Regions from separate parts of the Rattus norvegicus genome. Here region 1 is linked to region 2. Evidence: chromatin contacts called from public Hi-C data. All regions are on one chromosome and are shown on one strand. The core of a region is the stretch at or near the end of the contact, and the rest is flanking DNA. Distances in the headings are between cores, read along the strand shown. Region 1 has its middle 20 kb from the start of Phb1. Region 2 holds the start of Ngfr (nerve growth factor receptor).

Region 1 (4,181 bases), core at 101-2,600, 51 kb after region 2:
CAAGTGACTGCACTGGAGTCCTCCCAGCCATGGTGGGAAGATTGACCTCCAGTAGGGTAAGGGAAGAAAAGTATCTGCCAGCAGGAATGTGGAAGGAGAGGAAGGGCCATCTCCAGGGCTGGGGGTGGGGGGACAGTGCTGGGGCCCCTGTCGGGGCTTTTAGCTCTGTGTGCTTTGTACAACCACCCCTACAGTGGGTGTTTCCCTGGGCCACAGCCCTGCTGTGGTCAGAAAACTATGACCAAGCCAGTGGTCTTCTGGCCTCTGAACTCACCCCTCAGCTATGCCCCCAGGACAATGGGGTCTTTCTGCACAAAACGGCACGAGGGGGACTCGTCATGGACTTGTGACCTGAGGGACAGGCCTGCCCCAGGCCACGGTTAGCCTTGCTCACACCAGTGGCCACTGGCTGGCCTTAGGCCAGGGTGGACTAAGGAGAAAGTGGGGCTCTCCCCACTCTCTGGCAAACCAATGCCTGGGATTCCAGTTGGCACGAGAGGTCTCTACCGAGCATAGCTAAATCCTGAAAGCACATGCCAGGGCTGACCTGTCTCGCCAAACAGATGCCCAAAAAACCCAGGCAGAGGCAAAATCGAGAGCCAGAGGGCCGTTATTGAGAATTAGGGCTCAGAGAAAAAGCCCGTCTCATCAAGAGAGGACCAGAAGGCTTCCAAGGGACTGGAGATGGGGGCATGGGGGAGGGTTGGGGGCGTTGCTCTGGCAGGCATGGCTTGACCTGGAAAGGGGCTTACCGAAGAGGGAATGTGCAGAAAAGAGCACAGAGAGGCCAATCTCAGCTGTAACCGTAGCACAACACAGGGTGAGGGAGACCCAGGTTTCTGCCTGGAACCCAAAGCGCTCTCCTGCCCTCTTAGAGGTTCTCTTGCAGCCCACACCCTTGGGCAGTGGAGAGATGGGTGGGGGGCAGGAAGCGCCATTCCAGCCGCCCCTCGCCCTCGGTGGCCGGACAGCTGTTCTGCGCAGCTGCTGGGGGCTCTGGGGGCTGCGGCGGATTTGATTTGATTCAGGCCCCAAAATAGCTAGTGTAGCAGGAAGCGGCCCCTTCCCCCATCTCCTCCAGGACACTCCATCCGGGGGCTGCATTAACACCTTTGAGGTTCTACCCCTTCCCTACCTCGCCCCTGATCTCCTGTGCCCCGTCCTTTTTTTCCCCCTCAGCCCCTAGCGCTTCACCTGCCGGTGCTGAGCTCCCCGCTGCCTTGTTCCACACCCCTTCCTCCAGGAAGCCCGCCGGGTCCAGGCTGCCAACGCCGGCTCTGCCCACACACGATCCCAGCTCCGCCCGCAGCCCTGAACATCACAGCCGGGGCCTGTGGCCAGGCACGGGCGGGTTGTGGAGGGCACACAAAGACGCGGGCTGCCCCGGCCTTTGATGAGTAATGGCTATTCCCTGGAGCCACGATTCCACTCGGCTGCTTCGGCGCCCCCTGCCCCTCCCCACTCCAGCTCCTCAAATAAGACTCGTTTTTGTTCACAGGACACAATGCGAGAAAATGTCACCCAGGGGGCGTGCCCCCTGGCCCCTATCCCTGACAACCGGAGCTCTTAATCACTGGGCCTCCTTCCTCCCCAGCCTCCCTCCTCAGCAGCTGGGGGAGCTGGGGCACGGGCAGCAGTCAGGGTAGGGGTGGCCACTTACCACCTTCGTGCTCTGAGCTCTCTTCCAGACATAGGTCCTCCCCCTCCTTCCACACAAATACCATCTCCTATGCTCAACTGGCTCTTCTCTCTCCATCAAAACCTGTCAAGACTTCTGTACCAGAGAGCTGGGAAGGGACTTCAGAGCAAGGCTCTAGAAAGTGTTGCATCAAAAACTGTACCAAAGCTTTGAAAAGTGTTAATAACGAAAGGCATCATCAAGAGTGGTAGTGGGTGAGGACCAATATCTGTCCTCCCTACAGCCACTGTGTGCAAGCTGGCCTGCCCGAGGTGACTTTTAGGCTAAGATCCCACTGAAGAGGTCTCCTTTGTTTGGATTTCTTTAGACTTTCCATGCAAGGCTTGCATCCAGTGGTGACTTTAAGACTCAGAGCCAGATGTGGTGAAACCTTTCATCCCAGCACTTGGGAGGCAGAGGCAAGCAGATCCTGTGAGTGCAAGGCCAGCCTCATCTACAGATTGAGTTCCAGGACAGCCAGGGCTACCCAGAGAAACCCTGCCTCAGAAAAACAAAACAAAACAAAAGGATTGGCTCAAAGATACAGAATTGTGTCCCTCCCCTCCCTCTCCCTAAGAACCTGTTCATCTCCGCCACTACATTGAGTTAGTGGTCTACATGAGAACTGTGTGCCTTGCTATGCAAACACAGTTTCTCTGGGGCTCTTCTCAACCAGCCCTTAACTTCTTCTGTATATGCTTCTGGAACCTTCTGTGTACACTTCTGGAGCCTTCTGTGCTGAGTCCTCATTTACCAGTCACATCATCACCTCCCCCTCTAAAACCTGTGTCTACTTTCCTCCATCTCTCCAATCTCTCTGTCTCTGTCTCTGTCTCTCTCTCTGTCTCTCTCTGTCTCTCTCTGTGTCTCTCTCTGTGTCTCTCTCTGTCAAGACCTCTATACCAGAGAGCTGGAAAGGGACTCTCTCATCTGTCTTTCTCTCTCTTTGTCTCTTTCTGTGTGTCTCCCTCCCTTTTTCTCTCTCTCTTGTCTTTCTCTCTGTCTCTCTCTGTCTCTGTGTGTCTCTCTGTCTTCCTGTTTCTGTGTCTCTCTTTCTCTTGCTCTGTGTGTATGTGTCCCTGACTCTGTGTCTCTCTGTCTCTTGCTCTCTCTGTCTCTGTCTCTTTCTGTATCTCTCTGTCTCTTGCTGTCTCTGTCTCTGCCTCTGTCTCTCTGTCCCTGTGTGTCTCTCTGTCTCTGTGTCTCTCTCTTGCTCTCTCTGTCCCTGTCTCTCTCTGTGTCTCTCTGTCTCTCTCTGTGTGTCTCTCTGTCTCTTGCTGTCTCTCTCTGATCTGTGTCTCTCTCCTCTCTATCTCTCTGTCTCTCCCCACCCCACCCCCGCCTGTGCCACCTCCTTCTGCCCCTCCCTGCTTCTACTCTTGTCCCCCTACACTGCATTTGCCACACAGCAGACAGAGCAATCTTTAGAAAATGGAAATCAAATCATGTCACTTCCTCACTTAAAAGCCTCCATGGACTTCTCATTGCCCTGAGACTGAAAGGAAAAGTCTGCTGTAAGTGAGGCGCAGAGGGCGGAAGGACGGATGGACAAGAAGAAAGTGCTTTGACTTTCCCCAGTGTGGGGAGGGACACGCCACCCCCCCCCCAGCTAGGTGATAATACAGCGCAGAGGCCAACGCCCCTCCTTTGAGGAATTAGCTTGGGCTTTTTAAACTTGTGTGCCCAAGGTCCCACAACGACAAACGGAGCCACACTCCTTGTCCATGCCTCCCACCTCATCGCCACAGGATTCGGCAAAGACAAGGGGAGATTACAACCCGGCATGCGACTTCCCCGACCATTTGTGCAAGCATTTAATCACTCAGCACATGTACTGAATCCCTCCAAATCAAATACTGGTTAGGCACGATGATACATAAATAGGGATTATGGTCTATCGGGGAAGGCAGACAGATTACAGAGAAATATAAGATGTGTAATGGGAAGCCTGTCTGGAAACTGGAGGGGAGGACGGGGAGGATGCAAAGGAGACAAATGTTGGTCCTTGACCTCAATCTTCGCAGAGGAGTCCGAGTTCACCAGGCAGGCAGATGTCGAGGCTGGAATTCTTGGCAGAGAGATAAAGTCCAGGACGCCCTGGAAGAACACGGGCTGATCAGAGCAGGGAGAGCAGTGGGGTACGGACAGGCCAAGGAGCATGCTGGGAAATGAGTTTGAGCTGTGAAAGCAAGGGTCAGACCATGAATGGGCTCATGAGCCTCGTTAGGACTGGGCTTCGTCTTCAGACCACACGGCTACAGTGGGGATGCTAGAAGAGAAATGTGCATAATCAGATTTGTGCTTCGGAGAGCACTCTGGCAGCAGAGAGATATGATAGACCCGAGAGGGGACAGACTGGAGTCAGGGAGACGGACTGTTCCGGAAGAAACGGTGGCAGCGGGGGTGGGGACGTTTTTGGGCAAAGCCTGCCCAGACTTCGTGAACATGGAATGGAACACGTGAGACAAGAGGGTTTGATGTGAACACCTGGATTCCAAGTTTA
Region 2 (4,637 bases), core at 2,043-4,542:
TTTATCAAAGTGACAGACCCATTTGCCTGTAGATATAGCTACTACATTTATTCATTTCAAAGTTGCTAGCATGACTTCTCCATTTTTCAAAATGTTTACGATCTATTTATATCATTGCGGGGCTGGCTTTCCGTGCTCAGATGAATTGGCTTTTTTAAAAAAATTGGATAAAACAGAAAGAAAGAAAGAAAAAACACCAGGGTTTGCCACCATATGAATGCCTCCATGGTCTCAATCCTGACCATTCATTCACAACAGCTTCAGAGAGGCTCCTTAGAGAATAGAGCCTGGACACCACCATATGGGGTAGGGGTTTTCCAATATCTGGAAAGCTTTAGCCAGGGCTAGGCATTGATTACTGCCCCACTCCTCACCCCTTTGGAGAGCCACTGAGTAGGAGACGTGTTAATTCCTTAGGAAGCTGCCTTGTGCGGACTTGAAGAAAGGCTGGGCTCTGCACACGTGAAACATGGGAGTGGCTAGGTTCAGAGCCACGGGGCAGCGTCTAATTTACCCAGCCAGTGGCAGTCCAGGACCACACCCCCTCTCGTGGGGAAGCTGAAAAGGAACTGCGCAGAAGGAAGACTAACGCAACGACCACCTCTGCTTTCTAAGTTGGGGAGCCTAGTACCCTGCCTAAATTTCCTGGGGGTCAGCCTCCTCGCCTGTAAAATGGGAATCACTAAATTTACCTTGCAGGCACCTAAGGAATACATAACATAAAAGTACCCAAGACAGTGCAGGTCATAGTAAGCACCTCACCGATTTTATTGTGACTGCCCTTCCAACTCATACCCCTAGGGAGGAGCGAGGTGCTACAGTCAGAAGGGCTGGCCAGGTAGGGTGGAGCCATCTAACCACCCACCCTCCACAGCAGCCTCGACGCTCACGCTGCCCATTTGCTGCCTACGCTGCTGCACCCCTATTAGGAGCATTAGCCAGCCGGGCGGCTCCGGTTACAGACGTCTGAATGACAAAGTGCCTCCATTACCGGCGCGGCCCGCCAGCAGACTCGCCGGGTTGCGCTCTGGTTTCAGCACTCTCTCGGCGGCGCAGGAAGAGGCTCGGACGGCGGAGGAACGCAGAACCCGCTCTAGCCGAACAGCCTGGAGAAAGCAGAGCCATAGGGGCTCAAGTCCGAAGGTTCTGTCAAGGTTCAGAGGCCACGCCCTCACCCCTCCAGGATCAGAATCACACAGCGCCCCAGGCCCTCTTCCCCAGCCAACCTTAAGGAGGACCAAGGAGCACCTCTAACCAGAGGCATTAGTTAGCAAACACCTTTGCTGTCACTCCCAGGTCCCCGGAGGACTCCGCAAGTACTGATAGCTCCAGGGAACCGTGTGTGAGGTTGAGGATGAGAGCTTGAGAGGGTTCACCATTCGATCGCCTTCATATCCCACCTCCTGCCTATCCTTTGGGATGGTGTCACCATCCCTGCTGTGAAACGAAGCGGACTAGCTGCCGCCCCTGCCCACCTACGCCCCCCCCCCCAGATGCTCTCTTGAATAGAGGGAGTACAGAGCTGGAATGGGGTGGCCACCCAGCCACAGGGCTCTGGCTTGTGAGATCTTAACCAACTTGTTTAAACTCCGAAGTCCCTGCCTCCTTATCAGTAGGATGGAGATTGGGGGGGGGGGGGGGCGGCAGTGCTCGCAGGAAGGAAACGGTGGAGGGAAGAGTAAGGACGCCACTTTCATTGCTAACCTTCCTTAAGATCTGGTCAGAAATACCTAGAGAACTCGGGTTCATAGAAGGAGGACCCGATGACCTTAGCTGGAACAGCAATCCGACAGAATGCCAGGTATCCAAGCGGCCCCTGTCTCATTTGAGAAGGGTTCATTGACTTTTACCGAAAGCCTGGCCAGGTGTGGGCGGGATGATGATCCTGTTAAGTTCCTTACCGGAAGGAGCGCGGAGGGCGCAGGGCGGGTGGCCGCTTAACTTAGAAGGGGTGCAGTGCGCAGCCCTAGGCGCACACGCAGCTCCCATAGCAATCCCTCACCCGCAGTGCCCCCTGCGGGTCGCCTGGGGTTTTTGCATCCCCGAGCTATGCGCTGCCGGAACCATCACCGCCTTGAGAGTCCTAGCGCTCGCATCCCAAGAGCCCGCTGGCATCTGATAGGGTAAGGGGATGTCCTGGCTCTGTCTCTCCAAGTCCACTGCGTTGCTTCAAAGCGTATGAAAGGTTTGCCAAGGAACCATCCTGGAAGCGGATTTGTCACAGTGAAGTGGGCGCTCCCCTCCCAGCCTGGGATGCCCAGACGCAATTCCCGGACTGGGCGAGGCCGCTAGAAAGAGTGCTAGAACCCACGCGGGAAACCTCTGTGACTCGGCTGTCCTCATCGCACCGACCTTGAGTAGACAGGCGGGGCCCTGAGCACTTCAGGGTCTGCACCGGCTTTCCACCTCTCTATCTCTTTAGTGGCTGTCTCTTTTCTGCCCTCCATAAATTCTACTTCTCTCTCTTCAACCTCTCTGCCACTCCCGAATCGTTCCTTTCGACGCCCCTCCCCCCCATTGTCTGGCCGGTCCCCATTGTCCATACCGGGTCCCCTCCGCCTCCAGTCCCTCTAGCCGCCTCCCCCATTGTTCCGTCTCTAGCCCCTCACATCTCTAGCGCTGATCTCTTCCCCTTCCTTCTCTCGCGCCGGATTCTGTCCTACAACTCCCCAGGGACTAAGATGCTAAAGAGAAAACTCCCCGCGGGATCCCAGAATTCACATGCTGTCGTCAGAAGAACCCAGGCGCCTGAGATTTCCAAACCTCCCTCCAACCCCCGCCCCTGAGAAACTGCTCCCAGTCCCCTACACCGCACCCACCGTAGTGCCCAAGGACCACCACCAGCGGTACCAGCAGCACCAAGAACCAGCATCGTTACAACACTCCTGCCTGCATCTCTATCCTGGGACTGGGTCGCCTCTGCGCTCGCTCTGAAAGTCCTAGAAGCTAGGAGCGCCCCTGTGAGTCACCGCCCCGCAGCTCCTCCGCCACCCGTTCCCAACATCTGGGACCTTGACGTCCTATTCTGTTCTCTGGGTGGTGGCACCCAGGTCTCCTTGGGGTTCAGCTCTTTGAAAAGGTCAACAGGAGTCCCTCCTGCTAACCACTTACCCCTAGAATCAGCAGCAGCAGCAGGCGCAGCCGGTCCATGGCGCTGCAGGCAGCACCTGCCCTCCTCATTGCACGCCTCCGGCGTCAGCGCTCCGCTTCTAGCTCAGTCCGCTCCGCAGACCGATGGTGCTGCGCTGAGCTGAACTGCGCTGCGCTCCAGCGCCTGCTGCCCGCCGGAGCTGGCGGAGGCTCCACTCGCTCTGGCTGCGGGCGGGCGGGAGCAGCTGGGTGAAGGCAATGCAGCAGCCCCGCCTCCTCCCCGCCCAGCCCGCCCAACTACCCCCCCCCCCAACCGTCCGGAACCGCGCCCGCCCGGCTGCCTGGGGTGTGGAGTCCGGAGCAGCCAAGTGAGGCGTGCGAGGAGCCGCACCCGTGTGCCCCGCTGCGGCTTCTCTGTGGGCTGTCCCACATACCCAGTGCACCGCTGGTTATGCCGAGCATCAGTCCCGGATGCTGCGGATCCAGCAGGGGGCCACTGCTCTCCTACTGATGAGGCCTGCCTCGGGGTTCACTCTCTTAAACGCCTTCTTCAGCCTCTCGGTTGATTCCTAGTTCCCTACCTAGCCCTTATTCCGAAAATGAGGCTGCCTTCCTTTTACGGTTGGGTATACACTTTATTCCATCTTCTCTCGGCTGCTCCTTCCCACTTGTGGAGGGATATGTTCCTTGGGGCATTCAAAGTGAAATCTATCCCAATATCACTATTTGAGATCCCTGTCTCTGTCTTTCTGTCCCTGACTCTCTGTCTCTCTCTGTCTCTCCCTGTCTCTGTCTCTTGGTCTCTCTCTCTGTCTCTGCCTCTGTCTCTCTGTCTCTGTCTCTTGGTCTCTCTCTCTCTGTCTCTCTCTCTGTCTCTGTCTCTTGGTCTCTCTCTCTGTCTCTGTCTCTCTGTCTCTGTCTCTCTGTCTCTACCTCTGTCTCTGTCTCTCTCTCTCTACACACACACACACACACACACACACACACACACACACACACAGAGGATAGAACCTAGGACCTTACAAATGCCAAGCAAGCATCGTATCATGGGGCTACATCTCCAGCCTTTCCTGAGCTTGAAGGACTCCCAGGTGTGCACATACAACCCAGGAATACACAAACACACTCTCAAGCACGCCTGTGCTCATGTACTGACATCTGCTCGTACCATCCTCAGGCGCTCATATAAACCCACTTATCCTACAAGGGTTCCTAAGACATACATCAACGCACACATGATGACATTCACATACACACCCCTACACATTCACATGTGCACGGTGCACAGTGATGTTCACGCAAGCCCATACCTGTATTTAGCCCTCGAATGTACACACTCATGAGTATACAAGCCACACACAAACATGATCACACGAGCTTCGGAGCTTCCCACAGGCAGAGACAGCAGTGTCTTCTCTGACCACCCAAGTGTTCAGTCATGCTCTGTGGAGGGGATTCACAGGGGACTCAACGTTGACAGACTCATCCATGAGCTGTGTGTAGGCCTTCTGAGGACCACACTGGTCATGTTCTAAAAACCTGGCCCA

The links. Hi-C and Micro-C count contacts between places; a contact is called where the count stands out from the background.
Region 1: a Hi-C map of Schwann cells shows a contact between it and region 2, with 3 times the contacts expected there. The contact joins the enhancer-like site here to the promoter of Ngfr in region 2. A contact is called at or near these places in 8 of 12 Hi-C or Micro-C datasets (the Rat2 cell line, Schwann cells, frontal cortex and 4 more).

Annotation. Positions count from the first base shown.
Region 1 is chr10:81,080,016-81,084,196 of GRCr8, forward strand. No RefSeq gene overlaps it. Among named protein-coding and RNA genes, the nearest start is that of Phb1, 20 kb to the right of the region's middle. Within about 2 kb of position 1,351, at least 3 of the 93 cell types and tissues checked have an H3K27ac peak or open chromatin away from gene starts, as enhancers often do. A contact at or near this core is called in Schwann cells, where this site is marked.
Region 2 is chr10:81,027,013-81,031,649 of GRCr8, forward strand. Ngfr (nerve growth factor receptor) reads right to left here and starts at 3,293. Exons shown (of 6, transcript NM_012610.2): 1 at 3,112-3,293. The coding sequence starts at 3,180.